Regions from separate parts of the Zea mays genome. Here region 1 is linked to region 2. The links are chromatin contacts, called in public Hi-C maps. All regions are on one chromosome and are shown on one strand. The core of a region is the stretch at or near the end of the contact, and the rest is flanking DNA. Distances in the headings are between cores, read along the strand shown.

Region 1 (2,700 bases), core at 83-2,582, 190 kb after region 2:
GATGAGTTCTGGTGTTTTCTGAATATACTGTTCTTTCCTTTTCGTACTTGTTATCCAGATAAGCTTAGCAATAAAGTGCCTATGTTTTAAATTATAAGTTATTTTTATTTTTTTATAGATATATTGTTAATGTTTTGAATTGATATAGGTTCTATCTAAATATATAATAAAAGCTTTACGACGATGACTTATGATTCGAAATTGAGGAATTGCTTTATTTTATATGTACTTTATTTTATATCCATTGGCTACACTCTTTTAGAGCATCTGTTTATTTACTTACTATACAAAGTAAGATTCGGCATGAGTAGCGAAAAACTATTCATGTGAAATATGGTTGATTCAGTCAGTGAAACTTGTTAACTAGATGGCAATTTTACCCACGGTTTTTGCACCTGATGGATTTGAATAAAGGGTACAAAAAAAGTCACCCGTGGTTACGTGAGGGCCGGAGATTCGTAGAGACGTGGATTGGGCGCGAGTATCAAATTTAATCACAGGTACCGTAATTTGATAATATATAATTTATATATCACGTGGACCATAATTATAGCATATGGAACTACGAAGATAGTGTTTTTTATGGATAACTAGCGTGCCGTGGGAAAGTTTGCCGTAACTGCAACCGCTGATCACGTCTTCACGGACGAAAACAGGCCAGGTTCCGGATGCCCTGTGAAGAACGTTCAACGCGTTAACAACCTAGCCGGTGGTCAGGTCAAATCAGGCATGCTTAGGTGCAGGTGCAGGGATGATTAGGCATCTGTTCCCGTGTGACTCCTCTATATACCGACAGGGATGACGACGACGATGGCGTTCATCGGTGCATGGCTGAACCGTACATGCTCCGATCCTGCAGCTGCAGGAGTGCAGGTGGTCTCGTGCTGACGACGGCGACTCCTCTATATATCATGCCCCGGCGATCGCAAGCATACGCGTGCGCGTTGGTACGGTGGCGCGATATGCATGCGTGTCGAACCGCGACACGACAACAGATGCATGGCCTGACCACATGCACGACTTACATGCTTCAACTAGAAGCAGAACGCGTGGCGTGGTCCGGTCCGGTCCGGTCGGTCAAAAAAAAAAAAAAAAACTCATCCCCACAGGGAGAAAGAACACAAAAGGCAGACATGTGATCCGTCCAGTTCTTCTTCCAGGAAGCAGGACAGGACACGGGAGGGAAAAGGCAAGAGCGTGGAAGTCAACACCCACGCCGCCATGGCCCATGGCGCGAATAAGTCAAGGGCAGCCGTCTAGAAGCCATACCAACCACAACCAGAGACATGGCGACATATATAGAAGACTGAGCACCGAGACGAGACGACATTTATAGCTCAAGCGATCGAGTCGTGCAGCGGCTGCTTGCGTTCGTGCATTTTTCGTACAGGACCGCGCGCGCCGCGGGTTTGAGAGGAGCGCGTGCACACGTACGATACGAGCATGGCAGACTACCACAGGATCCACCCAGTGAGCGCGGGCTCGCCGCCGCCGCCGTCCGCGCCGCCGGAGCAGGCGTCGAGGAGCGGCAAGAAACCCAGCCACGACCAGCTGCCGGTGACAGCCCCTGCCCCGGCGCCGCCGCCCCCGCCCCCGCCCCCGCCGTCGCGGCGCAAGCGCAGCCGCTGCTGCCGGTGCGTGTGCTACACCGTCCTCGCCCTCGTTTTGCTCGCCGTTGCGCTGGGCGCCACCGCGGGGATCCTGTACCTGGTGTTCCGGCCCAAGATCCCGACGTTCCACGTGGACCGCCTGACGGTGACCCGCTTCGACGTGAACGGCACGTCGGCCACGGTGACCGACGCGTTCGACGTGGACGTGACGGCCGACAACCCGAACCGCCGCATCGGGATCTACTACGACGGCGGCGACGTGACGGCGTCCTTCAACGGCACCGTGCTGTGCAGCGGCGCCTTCCCGGCGCTGTACCAGGGCCACCGCACCACCGTGCACCCGCGCATCTCGCTCGCGGGGGAGACGCGGCTCGACAGCGCCGTCGCGGCGCAGCTGCTGCAGCAGCGGGCGGCCGGGTTCGTGCCGCTCACCGTGCGGGCCCGCGTGCCCATCCGCATCAAGTTCGGCGCCGTCAGGCTGTGGACGATGACGGGCAAGGCAAACTGCAACCTGGTGGTGGACAATATCCAGGCAGGCACGCAGCTGAGCATCCGCTCCAATTCCTGCACTTTTAAGCTTAAGATCTAGATGCGCCTTCCTTTGTCGGCCATGCATGGTTGTTGCCTCCAATGACTACGGCTACGGGGGTGGTAGTGGTAGAGGTGTACAGTACATTCTTTTCGGCACCTGTATCCATAGCTTAATTGATGGCTGTAATAAATAACATCCGATATGCATACTATTTTGCTATGAGATTATTTATTATATAATAAATATTATTTATATAATAAAGCATGATTTTTTAGGCCATATACAGCCTCGGTGTGCTAGCCTTTGCTGTTGAAATTTTCAGACCCCAGCAAAAAGGATGGTATTCCATAAAATTCAGCGAAATTTAAACCCTTGGGTGTAGCAGCCAACATTCCTCAGCAATAATTCGTTCCAAACGGTGGGAAGATCAGAAGACCGTTGCTCTGGATTCTAGAATTGGTTTCCTTATTCGCTTTTCCTTGTGGGGGCTAGTCTTTGGTCTAAAGTGAGAGTTTACAATATCATTGTACGACTAAGCCATATTTGATACAACTGCTG
Region 2 (2,775 bases), core at 185-2,684:
GTCAGGATGGCGACGCCGACGCCGGCGCCGCGGGACACCGACCCGCGCGCCTGCAGGAAGAGCGCGGCGGACAGCGCCGCCAGGCAGCCGGTCATGCCGACCGTGCTGACGTACAACAGCGGCTTCCGGCCGACGCGGTCGATCAGCACGATGGCCAGCGCGATGAACGCCGTCTTGAAGAACCCGACGGCCACCGTGGCGGCGAGGAGCTGGCGCTCGGTGGCGATCCCAGCGTCCCGGAATATGGTCGGGCTGTAGTACACCAGCGCGTCGATGCCCGTGATCTGCTGGAAGCACTGGATGCCTACTCCGGTGACGAGCATCCGGGCGATCACCGGGGACGGCCTCGACAGCTCCTGCCACACCGTCCTGTTCCTGTCCCCGTGCTTGCCGGCGGCGCCCGTCGTGGCGGCCGCAGCAGCAGCCTCGATCTCGGCGAGCCTCTCCTTAGCCTCGTCCTCGGTGTCGGTGACCCTGAGGAGCACGGCGCGCGCCTCGTCGGCCCTGCCCTGCATGACCAGCCACCGCGGCGACTCCGGGATCACGAGCAGCGCGAAAGCGATGGACACGGACGGCAGGATGCCGACGGCGAGCATGACGCGCCAGTTGATGTGGTCGGGGAGCCCCGAGAAAGCGTAGTTGGAGATGTACCCGAGGAGGATGCCGAGGTTGATGAAGATCTCCGGGAAGGACGTGAACGATCCCCTGGACGCCGCGGGGGATATCTCGGCGATGTACACCGGCGCGATCATGACGCCGAACCCGATGCCGACGCCGGCCAGCAGGCGGCCCACCATGAGGACCTGGAAGGACGGGGCGAGCGTCATGACGGCCGCGCCGGCCTGAAAGACGACGGCGGCGAGGCCGATGGTCCACTTCCGCCCCACGGCGTCCGATGTCCTCCCGCCGGTGAGGCTGCCGAGGAGGGAGATGAAGCTGAGGCAGCCCACCAGGACCTCCTGCTGCACCTCGTTGATGTGAAGGTCCCTCTGAATGAACAGGATGCAACCGCTCATCACACCGACATCTGACATTTGGATGTGAAATTATGGAACATCATTAGCCAACTATAGACTACTCAGTAACAGTTAAAAAGAAGAAGTAACAATTAACAAGCAGCAGCAGCCATTGCGATGTCTAAGGAGAAAAAAATGTTAACGCGATTCAGCGCTTACCATCTCCAAATCCTACGCACAGTCAATCACCAAGAATCTCTTTACGAACAGCCAAAAACAAGAGCGAATTTTTTTTCTATAGTACTTTTTAATCGAAGAACTGGCTACGCAAGTCGAGAACAAGAAGCTTACCGTAACCGAGCAGCACGGAGTTGAGGGAGGCGAAGACGGAGCAGGCGAAGACGTATCTCCTGCTGCTTTGGCGGCCACGGACATGGACGGCGCCGCCGCCCCCGCCCCCGCCCCCGCCGTCGTCGCCTTCATGCTCCGAAGGGAGCACGTCGTCCATGCGCACGTACTTGTTCTTCCTGCCCAAGAAGACCGGCAGGGCTGCCAGGCCACTGGCGCCGCCGCCGTTGGACGACGACAGCTCGGCGCTCGGGAGCATCATGCTCTGCTCTGCCTTCCCGCGCTTTCCAAATCGCAGTGGTTCTAGCGCCTGGATGGTGCTACCGTGCTAGTAGTGGACTAGGCAATGAAGCTGGATCTGAGGACGGAAGAGGAAGACGAAGGAAGAAGATTTTAATATGTTCGTCGTACTTTCCGCGACGCGCGATTTGGTCGCCGTTCAACTCATCGCGTCGGGGTCTGCGTTTTCAAATGGGAGGTCTTTCCTATGAGCCCCTTCATTCCTGGCGATTTGTGAATACCTACAGCAGAGTGGTAGTATGTGATTTTCAAGATATTTCGGACTCTCGCAGGGGTAGATAATCCATTCGTTCAAAAAAAAAATGATACGAATCATCACAAATATTTATAATAACAAACGAATATTATTATTAGGTGTAGAATATATTTTCATAGTAACCTATTTAGAGTAAAAACAATGTTAATACATTCTAAGTTTGACTCGATCCAAAGCCAGAATCGCATCTTTTGGGACAGAAGCAGTAGAACGGAAGGATTGATTAGTTAGCAGGTCAGTTCGTCAAGGACGTCAAATCGAACCAGAAATCGTTTGACCACACCCAAGAACTTACAAATATACTATGGTAGAGAATTGGGAACAAGAAGCCGTACAGTCACCCTATGAGCACTGCCTATAAAATCATTGATACATACAGTACAAATATACAATTGACAACGCACAAGTACGACATTGGAGACGACAATGGCGGCTCGCTCTGATATGACGTCGTATCACGTGCTAAATTTTCTGTAGCATGTTTATGTAGGTATAACTTGAGAGCATGACGAACACTCTTCTAAACCTGCAAAGACACATGGAATATGCTGATTATCTTCAATTCAAAAAAGAGCTGCTCTGTATTCCAGAGAGAGAAAAAAAAGACAATCCCTAACTACCGAGTTAAACATGGTCCCTCTACCGTTTCCTGATACAGGTAAGGTATTGATAGATGCCATCTTTGATGATATATGGCAGCAACCAGCAAGTCAGTGATTCGTTATACATTGCGAGGAACGATATAAATATGATGCAATCAGAAACTTTATTATGAACTTATAGAGGCCACGTGAATTGATCTCCAACACTCTATTCAAGTTGGCAGAAGAGAATGATTTCTCCATGAAAATGCACACATGGAACTCTTATACTTACCAAACCCACTGACTTCTGTGTGCAGCCATTGCCTCATAG

Evidence for each region. A called contact is a pair of places that touch in the nucleus more often than the background predicts.
Region 1: a Hi-C map of leaf shows a contact between it and region 2, with 8 times the contacts expected there. The contact joins the promoter of LOC100384448 here to the promoter of LOC103645757 in region 2. A contact is called at or near these places in 5 of 25 Hi-C or Micro-C datasets (leaf and root tip).

The regions. Positions count from the first base shown.
Region 1 is chr2:1,898,433-1,901,132 of Zm-B73-REFERENCE-NAM-5.0, forward strand. LOC100384448 reads left to right here and starts at 1,333. Exons shown (of 1, transcript NM_001176984.2): 1 at 1,333-2,405. The coding sequence starts at 1,444. The coding sequence ends at 2,199.
Region 2 is chr2:1,709,511-1,712,285 of Zm-B73-REFERENCE-NAM-5.0, forward strand. LOC103645757 (probable polyol transporter 4) reads right to left here and starts at 1,435. Exons shown (of 3, transcript XM_035965121.1): 1 at 1,308-1,435; 2 at 652-1,027; 3 at 1-509. The coding sequence starts at 1,435. LOC100381427 (N-acetylglucosaminylphosphatidylinositol de-N-acetylase family protein) reads right to left here. Exons shown (of 9, transcript NM_001361426.1): 8 at 2,737-2,775; 9 at 2,068-2,386. The coding sequence ends at 2,323.